Regions from separate parts of the Sus scrofa genome. Here region 1 is linked to region 2. A link is a contact called in public Hi-C data. All regions are on one chromosome and are shown on one strand. Each heading gives the region's core, a stretch centred on a gene start, on an enhancer-like site or on the middle of the called end of the contact. The rest is flanking DNA. Distances are from core to core; before and after follow the strand shown. Region 1 holds the start of CITED4 (cbp/p300-interacting transactivator 4). Region 2 holds the start of CTPS1 (CTP synthase 1).

Evidence for each region. A called contact is a pair of places that touch in the nucleus more often than the background predicts.
Region 1: a Hi-C map of liver shows a contact between it and region 2, with 5 times the contacts expected there. The contact joins the promoter of CITED4 here to the promoter of CTPS1 in region 2. A contact is called at or near these places in 4 of 47 Hi-C or Micro-C datasets (epiblast stem cells, liver, skeletal muscle and 1 more).

Annotation. Positions count from the first base shown.
Region 1 is chr6:170,320,014-170,326,107 of Sscrofa11.1, reverse strand. It overlaps CITED4 (cbp/p300-interacting transactivator 4), which reads right to left and starts at 1,321. Exons shown (of 3, transcript XM_003128106.4): 1 at 845-1,321; 2 at 722-842; 3 at 1-719. The coding sequence starts at 1,048. The coding sequence ends at 484.
Region 2 is chr6:170,229,748-170,236,119 of Sscrofa11.1, reverse strand. It overlaps CTPS1 (CTP synthase 1), which reads left to right and starts at 3,015. Exons shown (of 19, transcript XM_005656199.3): 1 at 3,015-3,187.

The DNA.
Region 1 (6,094 bases), core at 72-2,571, 92 kb before region 2:
GCCACTTGCAGGGGTGAGGGCTGCACAACCTGCCCCTCCCCAGAGCGGGAGGCCCAACGAACGACCTCAGGACCCAGGCCGCCAGGGCGGGGCCAGGCGGGTGGGCGGCTCCCGGGACCCAGTGAACACCGTGGGCTGCGCGAGGAGAGGGGGAATCAGGCAGAGGCCTGGAATGGCTCAGATTGGGGAGCTGGGTTGGAGGATCCGAGAGGAGAGCATACAGAATCCAAGAGCTGGGAGGCTGCAAGGGGCGTCCAGACCCCTTCGCTTTAGCCCTGTGGCTCCGGGTCAGAGAGATGAACCCAAACTGTCATCCTGCAGCAAGCAGGGCCTGCAGTGAGGCCCGGCGTCCCGGCCCGGCGTCGGCTCGGTGCGCGAACCGCTGCCTCACCCTCACGGAAGGTGCGTGCCGGGGCCCCGGCGCTGGGTGCCGAGTCCGGCGGGGCCGGCCCCCTTCTCTCGGCCACGCCGGGCAGGCGTCGCTTAGCAGCTCACCGAGCCAGCGGGCGGCGCCGAACCCAAGTCCGAGAAGCAGTCGAACTCGCTCTGGCCCAGGAAGAGCTCGGGCAGCTCGCGCACGCGGTGCAGCCCGAGCTCCAGCTCCAGCGACGTCAGCGCCTCCTCGTCGATGAGTTCGGCGTCCATGCAGCCCAGAGCGTGCGCGGGTGGCGGCGGTGGCGGAGCTGGGGCTCCGGGCGCCGGCTGTGGGCCCGGGGGCCTCCCGGGGCGCCGGGGGGCGCGGTCGCGCGACTTGGGTACAGCGTCGCCACGGGCTGCAGGTGCGCGCCGCTGGCGGCCGGCGGCGGCGGCACAGCCGGAAAGGACTGGAAGGTTGGCGGCGGCGGCCCAAGGCCCCGTACGTCAGAGCCCCGGGTGGGGGCGGCGGCGGCGGGCCCAGCGGAGTCCCCCGCGGCCGCAACCCGCTGTCCAGGCCGGGGCCCGAGTACGGCTGCAGCGTCCGGAGCACGTGAGGGCCTTGGGCCGGCGCGGGAGGCGGTGGCCTGGGCACCAGGCGGTAGCCCTCGGCGAGCAGCAGGTGGTCTGCCATGACGGCCGGCCGGCTGCTGGCGGCTGCGGACCAGGGGTCAGCGCGGGCGTCCCCCGGCCCGGACCAGCGGTTCCTCTGCGCCGAGGGATCCGGGCGCCGTGCCCTCTCTGCACCCTAGCTGGGCAAAGGAAATCCGAACCCGACCTGTGCTTCTGCGCAGCCCAGGACGCACGAACTCAGAGCTCCCGTGCGCCCCAGCTCAAGGCGAGAACGACCCTGCTCAGCCACCAGGTCCGGCAGCGAGAGCTCAGCGACGCGCCCGCGACCTCCGCGCAGCCTTATACCCAGAGGCGGGGTGCCCCGCCCCCGAGCGCTCATTGGCTGGGTGAGACGATGGGCGGGCCCGCCGCGCCGCGCCTCCTGGAGGTCTCGGCCGGGTTCCTGTCCCAGCTCCGCCCTTTGGACCTTAGGCCCGCCCCCTGGGGCTTTGAGGTCTGTCCCGAAGCCTGGTGTTTGGCACTTTGCAAAAGGCTTGGTCTGGCTGCCCTAGGCTCAGTCTCAGGGCTAGATGGGGCCAAACTTGAACAGACCAGAAGATGGAGTGCGAGGGGTAGAGGAGTTACTAGGCCCCCTGAACTGCAGGATCACAAGCCCAACCTCTCAACCCTCTCAATTTTCCAGATGAAGAAAGCTGGAGAGGCAGAAGGCGTTTCCTGGGAATACAAAGTAAAGCCTGGACAGAAGGGAGACTCGAACCCAGGCCTTTTGATTGCCGCCTCTACACAGGGCAAGGACACCTTTGCGGCGCAGAGTTCCCCGGACAGTCGGCTGCCCGACTCCATAATCCCAGGAGTCCCAGTTACCCTCCCTCGGCTCCTGCGCCCTTGTCTGTGAAAGCACGTACTGAGTCGTTATTAAAGTAATTTATGGGCATGCCTGCTGAAGGACTTGTTCATCCTTGTGTCCTCAGCCCTTGGCCCAGAGCCTATAGCTCAGGGCAGGTTTTCAGTAAAAGTTGGGTGAATCAACAGACGATCAAATGAATTGCACCTCATTCCCCTGCACTCGTTTCTTCATCCGTAAAATGGGGCAACGACAGTACCAAACTCACTGGGTTGCTGTGAGAGTTAAAGGAGGTGGTGTGTGCACGGTGCCCAGCACAGTGCCTGGCGTGCAGTAGGTGCTCAAAAATGTTCCTCAAATGAATGAAAAGCTGGATTTAGTTCTGTCCCTAGGGACCTTCTGAGTGGGGGATGTTGCCCTTCCCGTGATAGCAATAGTTAGAAGGTGGATGTTTAGAATGCTATACATTCTACGCACACCTTACTGGGGGCAGTGCATGGATTATCAATCCCATTGTGCAGATCAGAAGACCGAGGCACGGAAACTGACTGTCCTAGGGTCATACGCAGCCAGAGTTAGCCGTGTCCTTAGAGCAGCTGGAGTCTCTCCTGGTGGCCAAGAGACAACCTTCTGGAACCTTGCCCTTCTCCTGTTTGCCACTCCGCCCCTCCCTTCTCTGGCTCCCCGCTGCTGGTAGCGTCCTTGGGATTTCCTGGAACTTGGGTTTATCCAGCTGGTGCAGACAGGAGAACCGTAGCATGAGAAGCCAGAGGCTCAAGTTCTAATCGTGTCTCTACCACCCGCAGCAGTATGACCGTTGGGTGTTGGGGGGCAGGGTGTCACTTTTTTCCCCAGGGCCTCAGCTTTCTACTCAGTAAAAGGGAGATTGTAGTCACCTGAGAGCTTGTGAGAAGGTCACAAGTGACCATGGATGCAGTCACATTTTTGGCAAAGTGTAAAAGCTACACACATGGGAATTGACTCCCCCGGAGTCTGTCTTTAATAAAAGTGTCAAATGGAAATTCCTAAACATGGCTGCACCTCAGACTCAGCAAGGGGAGGGTGGTGGTACAGAGGAAGAGGAGGCTTTGAAAAATCCTGAATCTCTGGCTCCATCCAGCCTCCTGACTCAGATTCTGGGAGGGTATTTGGAATCATAAATTTGTATGGTCTGAAGATTTGGGAGCCGTTGTGCCACTAGAAGATTTTCCTTTTTTTTTTTTTTTTAAGTGTGTGTGTGTGTGAGAAATGTTTTAAAAGGTCTTTAATTTAGTCCATAAATATTTGTTTGGGCGCCTATTCTATGCCAGGTATTGATCTGCTAGTGGTTTTTAAGCTTTGGGGATCCACTGAGTCTTGAGAAGCTAATGAAAGTTACTGACTGAAAAATTAATAAAGGGATGTCGCTAAAATGGAATCAGGAGGCCAGAAGGAGGAGTTGCTCGTGAAGGTACCACTTAGGGCATGAATACGGATCCCAGCAGGAAGACACACCACCGACTTGCATCTCCAGCAGGAAGTGATAGGACTTTAGAGCAGCAGAAGAAAGATTTTTCTCCTGGCTTGGCAATAGCTCAGCCAATGAGGTGGTCACAGGTCAGCCAATGAAAAGTCACTGTCATTCGAGGTCCCAGTTTCTGCCAATGGACTTTTTGTTTCTAAGGAGCCCTCCCCACTCCCCTTCTCCTCTCTAAAGGGTTTCCTCTCCTTTGCTTCACCTGCCCTTGCATGGGGTTGGCCACAGTCAGATGTCCCAAATGGCAGTTCTTTGCTGCTCCTGAATAAACCTGTTTTGCTGGTTAAAAGACAGCCTGGTTTATAGTTTTAGGTTACACTGCAAACCTCAGGATCACACGCTATTGCGTAGAAATTTGACGAGTTAGCAAATCCCTGGAGGATCCACGGGGTTCTCAGGGATTCATGGGGTCTGGGTGGAACCCCTCTTCTTAGGTCCCTGGGGACATACGGTTGAGACTAAACTACATAAAAGCATGATCCGCTTGTTAGAAAGTGGTAGGGACTATGGAAAAAAAGGGAAAATAGGGTAGGGAGGCGATTGGGGTGCAGGGGCAGCTTGCAGTATTGCACAGAGGGGTCGGGGGCCTCACTGAGACCATAAGGTTTGAGAAAAGACTTAAAGGAGGGGAGGGCAGTGGCCAAGCGGCGTCTGGGGCAAACTGGTCCTAGCGGCGGGACAACTGGAGTGCAGTACTGCTGAAACTGTGGTACCAGGCCCCACCCCAGACCCAATCAGAAACTGGGCTGGGGCTCAGTTTTTTTTTTTTTTTTTTGGCTTTTCAGGGCTGCACCTGAGGCTTATGGACGTTTCCAGGCTAGGGGTCGAATCCGAGTTACAGCTGCTGGCCTACTCCACAGCCACAGCAACCCCAGATCTGAGCTGTGTCCAAGACCTGTACCACGGCTTGCGGCAACGTCAGGTCCTTAACCTACTTACTGATCAAGGTCAGGGATGGAGCCCGCATCCTCATGGATACTAGTCAGGCTCTTAACCTGCAGAGCCACAACAGGAACTCCCTCATCCACGTTTTAATCAGCCCTGCAGGTGCTCCTGGGCTCCAGAGTTAGGGTAAAGCCTGAGGCAGGTGTGAACCGCAGACAGGAGGGAGTGTGGCTGGGGCAGAGGCAGCTTGTGCCGGAGGAGGGTCAGGAGGAAAGATCATGCGGGGCCTCGCAAGGCCGTGCGAGGTCCTGCAGGGCGTTGGCAGAGGCATGACGTCATCTGAGGCCGTAAAAGCATTGCCGTGGGTGACCCTCGTTGTTCCAGCCTTTCCGTGAACTGCTGCCTCGCTCTGCCTTGGACTGCCCAGCACGTTCATTGCTCAGGATTCCTGCTCTTCCCTCTGCCTGGAATGCTCTTCCTTGAGACAGCCACGTGATTCACTCTTTCACTTGATTCTGATCTCCTAAGAGTCAGCCCCTTGGTGAGACCGTCCCCAGCCACCTTCTGTCCCCCTCTCTTTCCCCACCTTGCTCTGCTTTTCCTCTCAGCACCCCCACTCAGCATTATTTCAAAGAATGTCTCGGAGTTCCCATTGTGGTGCAGCAGAAGCGAATCTGACTCGTATCCATGAGGATGCCAGTTCGATCCCTGGCCTTCTCAGTGGGTTAAGGATCTGGCATGGCCGGGAGCTGTGGTGCAAGTGGTAGACGAGGCTCGGATCCTGCGATGCTGTGGCTGTGGTGTAGGCCGGCAGCTGTAGCTCCAGTTGGACCCTGAGTCTGGGAACTTCCGTGTGCCACAGGTGCGGCCCTAATAACCAAAAAAGATTGTCTCCCCGCCAGCAGGTCAGCTCACTGAGAACACAGGCCTTGACTCTCTTGTTCTGCAGAGAATGGCGCTTGGCACCTAGGAAGCACTTGAGTGTTTGTTGAGTGAATACATTAGGCAGAGCTAAAGGCAGTACCTTTTTTGACAAAGTAGGAAACTGAAGCCCAGAAAATAACCCAGGAAGTTACCTGCGGTCACAAGGCGTGTGGCGGAGCCAGGGCTGGAAGGGACGTTTGTAGTCCCTGGAGCAGAACTGTCCCCACTGATCCAAGCTGCTTTCACCCCAAGCCGTGTCTCCATGAGCCCATGGTGGGGAGCAGGGGGTGAAGCCCTTGAGTCCAGCTGGCATGAGTTGACAGGGCCACAGCAAGCCTTGACCCAGGTGGGCACTGCTCAGAGGTCACCAGCAAAGGGAACTGGTGGCCCCCAGGGACCACCTTGTGCCCCCAAGTGAAGACGAAGTTCTTCCCTCCGCCCCTGTGTCCAGTCCCTCTTCCTGGGGACTTGCAGCAAAATCCTCTCCCAAAGACCCTAGGTTCTGGTTGGCAAGACTTTTGGGGTCTGGGCCCCATTTCTAGGACTCAAGGCAAAGCGAGGCTCAGACCAGGCTCAGCAAAAGCCTGAGATTGGGGGGCTCAGGAGTGGTACTTGGGGAAGACCTTGTGCTAGAACCTCTGAGCCGGCTCCTCAATCCCTGGCTGAGCAGTGCCCCCTCAGCCCCAGCTGCTGGGCAGATTTGGCACCCAAACCTGGAGGCTGCTCTGTGATCTGAGTTCCAGGCTCTGACCTGCAGGCGAAGTCCGTCTCTTCTGTAGCTTTTCCTCTAGGCCGCAAGAGCTGGAGAGACCCTTCTGCAGATCCCCTAAGGGCCAAGCCCTCCAAGAGCCCCAGCTGCTGACTTACGCCCCTGTATCTGATGCCCAGATGATGAAAATGAGGCTACTGCACCAGATGGTAACCAGAACAGAATTAGC
Region 2 (6,372 bases), core at 1,766-4,265:
GAAACAGGAGGAGAACGGAGACGGCGGTTTCCCAGAAACCAGGGAAAGAACACGTTTCTGAGGAAGAGGTGACCTGCTGTGGCAATCATTGGTAGGGAAGGGGTGAGCTCAGGGGCAGGATCCGGTGGCAGGACGGTGGTACCCAGAAGACCACAGGGCAGCCCAAACACACACACACACACACACACACACACACACACAGGGGCAGGATCCGGCGGCAGGACAGACCACACACACACGTTCACATCGTGCCTACAGAGCCACCCTGGTGTCTCGACCTGGGACTTGTGAGGCTAGGCTGGTATATAAAGAAGGGGTCGGGAAGGTAGATGTTAATTTTTGACAAAAGTCGTTTCAGTGGAAGTACGAGAGAAAGAGCCTGACAGCATGAGCCACTGGAAGCCACTGGAGACAGTGAATTCAAACCGCACTTTCGAGGAGCTGCGCTGCAATGGAGAAATGGAGGGGAAGCCAGAGCATCACGAGAGACAAGGGAGAGGTTTTTTTTGTTTTGTTTCTGCCTTTTTTTTTTTAGGGCCGCTCCTGCAGCATCTGGAAGTTCCCAGGCTAAGGGTCCAATCGGAGCTGCAGCTGTGGGCCTACACCCTGGCTCGCAGCAACGGCAGATCCTTAACCCACTGTGCGGTTCCAGGGACTGAACCCATGTCCTCGTGGATACTGAGTCGGGTTCATGACTGCTGAGCCACAACAGGAGCTCCTAAATTTTCTTTTCTTTTTATTTTTTTTCTTTTGATGGCTGCACCTGTGCCATATGGAAGTTTCTGGCCAGGGGTCAAATGAGAGCTGCTGCTGCAGTCTATGTCACCGCCACGACAATACTGGATCTGAGCCGCCTCTGTGACCTGCACTGTAGCTTGTGGCAACGCCAGATCTTTAACCCACTGAGCCAGGCCAGGGATCAAACCCCTCCCCTCACAGGTTGGTCCTTAACCTGCTGAGCCGCAACAGGAACTCCTGGAGGGTTTTTGTTTTAGGGTGGGAGAAAGTGCCTCCTGCCAGTGGAAATGACCTAGGAGAGAGGGGAAACTGATGATGCAGGATATGGCACCTGAAGCAACAAGGCGAGGCCGACCTCTAGGTGCAAAGGCAGCTTGTCCACGGCACAGGAGACAAGGCAGAGCTTGTCTTGGGCACAGATGGAAGCAGACTGATGGATAGGGTGGTAGGAGCTCAAGGAAGTGCTTTCTCTTTTTTTTTTTTGCTGCACATGGAAGTTCCTGGGCCAGGGAGCAAACCTGCACCATAGCAGTAACCAGAGCCACGGCAATGACACGGCAATGCTGTGTCCTTAACCACTAGGCCATGCCACCAGTGACCTTCTCAAGGAAGGTCTCTTGATGGCTTCTCTTTGCTCAGTGAAACAGCAAGCAGGACGGTCAACTGAGAGAAAGCAGAAGCTTGCGGAGGAGAGCAGAGGGTATAGTGGGCATTCAGGAGAGTGGCCGGATATGTGTCTCTTTTTGTACCGTCTACAGCACTGCTGTTACTTTGGCAAGTATGTTCTCAGGGTCTATCACGTCCCAGGCACTTGGATAAACACCAAATGCTTCTTGAAAGCCGTGTGGCTGTGAAACATCCCAAGCATGTTTTGGAGTTGGAGCCGAGTGCAGCTTGGCAGAGCAGGAGCAGTGGTGACTCAGACATGGAAGAAGCCAGAAGACTCTTCGGGGCCGTTGCAGAAGCCTCCTAACTGGTTTGCTGGAATGCATTTGCTTGAGTCATTTTCCTGAATACAAATCACATCACACACGTCTTTTCTTCAAATCCTTCAACAAAGGTGTACAAGAACTTGAGACAAACTGCTTCCAAGGAAGAAAACGGGTATTTATTCTCTTTCAAATTCTTTTCCCATGTAGGTTATTACTGAAAATAACAGAATCACTTTGCTGTACCCCTGAGACTAACACAACACTGTAAATCAACAATACTCAAATATAACATAAGGGAATATCAATATTTAAGTAAAATTTATTTTATTTATTTTTTGGTTTTTAGGGCCGCACCCACGGCATGTGCAAGTTCCCAGGCTGGGGGTCCAATCAGAGCTACAGCTGCTGGCCTACACCACAGCCATGGCAACGCTGGATCCTTAACTGAGTGAGGCCAGGGATCAAACCCAGATCCTCATGGATACTAGCTGGATTCGCTTCCGCTGAGCCACGACGGGAACTCCAAAAAGTAAGTAAAATTTAAAAAGAAAGACAGAAAGCAGAACACTGGGATACACAGATGGGAGACTTACTTTTCAAGATACTGTTGTAAAGTGTTTGGAGAAAAAAAAAATAAGCATGGGCCTGTATTCAGTATGCAAAACCAAACCTCCCCTCTAAGTTTCTAAGGCTCTCCACTGCCCTCAGGGGAAAGAAAATCCTCAGTTTAAAATGCTGGGCGTGGTAGGGCCGCTGCCCTCTCCAGCCTGATCTTCTCTTAAGCTCTTCCCCAGCTCAACTGGGAGGCTCTTCTGGGCCTCAGGGCCTTCAGACCGGCTTTTGTTTCTGCCTCACTTGCTCTTCCTCCCTTCAGCTGCGGAAGGAGTCTGCGCCCAGCCCTCCTCTGGGCCTTTCCAGTTACAGAGGCGGGGGCGGGGGCGGGGTGACATGGCCAGCGCCCCTCGGTTCAGAGCGGGCCGCGTAGAGATGGGCTGGGTCTCGCCGCCTTGCTCAAGGTCGGACGGTTCCGGGCTAAGGCGTGATGGATCTCGCCGCCTCCAGAAGGCTGCTGGGGAGTGGGGGCTGGAGCCAGGTGATGGATGTGCCGGGGGGGGGGGGGGTCAAAACAGCCTCCCCCTCAAAAGAGGAAGGCCGCACCACTGGTCGTGAGAAAGGCAGACGCACCATAACCGGCCTAGTCTCGAACCTCCTGCCTCTGCTGGGCGTCTGCAGAGACCACTGGACAATCTCCAGCCGCAGGCCCCGCGCACGGGAAAGCGCACTCGCCCCGCGCCTGCGCACCAGGGACCGTGAGCCCGGCTCGCCCAGGCCCCGCCCCAGGGAGGGCCCGCGCCCTGCCCCGCCTCCCATCTCTGCGTGCGCACCGCCTAGAGCCCGCCTCCGTGAAAGACTGCCCGGCGCATGCGGCCGGGTTGGTGCATTGGCTGCCGGGGGCTCAGCGCCAGCGCGGCCCGCTCAGCGCCTTAGCCGACGGCCCGGGTTAAGGCCGGCCGCAGGTAGGCTGACTCCGGGGAGCCCGGGGAGCTGTTCTCCCGTGCCGGTACCCGCGGCGGGAGCCGAGCTGGGAGCAGGACGGCCCCAGCGCCGGTGACAGACGTCGCTCCCACCAATCAGGGGTGAGGTGGCCCGCCGGCCTGCCCAATGGGCTGCGTGCCTAGCGGGAGTGGGGCGGGCGGCCAGGCCGGCTAGGAGCCGGCTCCCGCGCGCGGGGCCGCGTGGCCGGGCTCCGCCAGGGAGACCGGCCGCAGGGGGCGTGGGGCGGCGGGAAGGGCCGCTGGGACCGGTAGCGCCCATGTCAGCGCGGCCTGGCTTGCCTGATCAGAGGGCCGGGGGTGGCTCGTGAGACGGAGAGGGCCGGAGAGGCGCAGGAGCCCCTACTGCCCAGCCCTCCCCGAGCACGCCGGCGGCTGCAGCTCCTTGCAACTGCTCCGGCCCTCGCCCCTCCGGCCTCAGGGCACGGCCCTAGCCTCGCTGGAAGGGGATCAAGGTCCGAGACGGGCCCGCTGCGGTGGGGGATGGGCTCGGCGGCCTGGCTGCGGCCCCCTCCGGCGCGCCCGGGCTGCCGCGGGCGGAAGGGGCCTCGGAGCCCGACGGCCTCCTTGTGCTGGGAAGGCTCGGCTTCGGCCCCCCCACCCCGCTGGCCCCCTTACCCACTGGCCGCCCAGGATGAGGATGCGGCATTTTAAGAAGTTCACTACGTGTGCGTGGCGCACTTACGTCCGCACTCATTGTAATTTTGAATCCTCAGCAGTCCTGTGACCCAGGCGATGCGGAGAGTCTCACTGCCATTTAACAGCTGTAAGGACTGGGGCATCAGACGCCTCCCGTGGTTTTGACAGGTTTCATCCACAAGTGGTGGAGCTGGAATTCGATCTCAGCGTTTAACGTCTTTGCTGGTGTTTCATTGCTGAGTTCCTCTGCAGCATCTTGATTTGTGTCCCTTCTGTACTTGAAAACCTTCCCATCGCTCATCACCTTCAGGTGAAAGTTCAGATGAGGCTTCAGGTTGCCTTGTGATTTGGTCCTTGCCTGAATTTCCAGTTTATCCCCCCGTTTCCCCCGCCCCTCCTCACGCTCTGTCTCTTTTCTGGGCGCTGCCCTCGTGTTCTGTAGATAGCCGTCGCCTTCCTGTCCCTCTGTCCCCTTTCTCTTCAAGGCCATTGCCGTCTCAGGTGAACACAGCAGGAGGAGCCTGGATCCTCTCCTCCCTTCCCGACTTGTACTTCCTCTGATGGGCCGTGGTAGGTGACCCTGGTCTTGCTGCTGAAAGTTCTCTCCTCACCATTTAAGCCCTCTGCGGCCTGGGGTTACTGGGTCACTTGTGTATTTCTAAATGTTCTGTCTCTAACTGGATGGCAACTTAAACCATAGGCTCTAGGGAGTTCCCTTGGTGGCTCAGTGGTTAAGGAACCCGACTAGTATCCTTGAGGATGTGGGTTTGATCCCTGGCCTCGCTCAGTGGGTTAGGGCTCTGGCGTGTCCATGAGCTGTGGTGTAGGTCACAGACGTGGCTTGGATCCCGTGTGGCTGTGGCTGTGGTGGAGGCCGGCAGCTGTAGCTCCTAGCAGACCCCTAGCCTGGGAACCTCCATATGCCACGCATACGACCCTGGAAAGACAAAAGACACACCAAAAACCCAAAAACAAGTCGGCCCAAATCTGAGTAATTTTTGTAGCCCCCGAGGGGCCTGGCACAATGCCACTTACCTACATAGGGGGGACCAAGTCCCGTCACTCCCCTCCCCCCATCATGTTGAAATATTTATTGCCAGGCGCTGTGGGGGACCGCAAGCGCCCCCCAAAGAGAGGCCGTCATCCTCAGAGTAAAATCAGGGCAAATCAAATGCAAATGGTTGAGACGCGTCTTCTCGGGAAGTAACCTGCTCTATCACCCAGTCAAGATGGCGGAGGACTTTCTAGAAACTTCCAGAATCCAGTCAGTGAGACCAGGGTGTCGACTCAGGGATATGCCTGGTTAGAACCTCTCTAAGATGTGGCCCAGTTCACAGTCACGTGTCAGTAGGGAACGTTCGGCCGTGAGGTGACAGGACAGCGTGTCTCCCACATGTTAGGGACTTGGGTCAGACCCGTTTGGGGAAACTGCAGATGAAGCATCCCTTTGGGAGGTCACTGCGCACATCAGCTCATGAAAGGCCCTGAGAGCGCTTGCAGCAAAGAAACCAGGTGGCTACCGAACCAGCATTTTCTCTGTTTATCTGCCCATAAGGCCCTTTTGGGGGCTCCTGTGTGCGTTTCTCGGAAACCGGGGGGCGAGCTCTTAGAAGTGCCGCCGCGGAGGACAGAAGAGGCAGGACGTGGTCGGGGGTCTTCCTTGCCGTCGGAAGGGGAGGACGTTGACCTCATCTCCTTGCCAAGTGTCCTTCCTGCCCTGGGGGGGGGGGGGCGCTGCAGACAGCACTGCCCGCTTTCCTCGTTCCTGTCGCAGCCTATTCTTACTCTACTTTGGCTTCAGGGGAGGAAGAGGTCCCAGCCCTGCCAAAGCAAGCGTTCTCGCACTCTCTTCTGCTTGGGCTTGTGTTCCTCATCTTGGTCGCATTCGGGTTTACGGGGCCCGCGAAGCCGGGGCCAGGGATACAGGCTGCCCGGGGAGCCGTCGCCTCTGCTGCTGTTGCGCGGCCATCGACCCCTTTCTCTCCCCCCCAGTCTCTGTCGTGCGCTCCCTGCGCCACTGGCCTGCTCTTAGGACTTAACCCAATCTCCCCTCTGAGTCCTCCGACCATGGCGTGCTTGGGACTGGTTATTCTTCATGTCCCTTTCCTCCAGGCCACGGGCTGTCTGCGTGGCACACCTGGACGAGGTTGCTGGCAAGCAGCAAGTTATTAAAGGACCGAGGAGAGCTACCTTTAACGAAAAGATCCTTGGTTTTCACTGCAACCCCTTTTAAATGTTGAAGTCCTTTCCTTTGATTCTGTCTTCCATAAACGACAGGAGCTGTATTTTCTTGGCGATACGTTACAGTTTAGCCAAAGATGTTACCTGTTTTATGAGCAATCCGAGTGCTTATCTAAGATCGAAATCTTTTTCCCGCGTAGGGAAAAGGACGCACCCGCCTGGTGTTGCAGAGTTTGGCGGCAATGAGGCCATGGTGTTCTGGCCACAGAGCTGTGTTTTTCTTTGTTTGTTATTTTTTAAATTAGATTGACCCTCAAAATTGTTAGCTG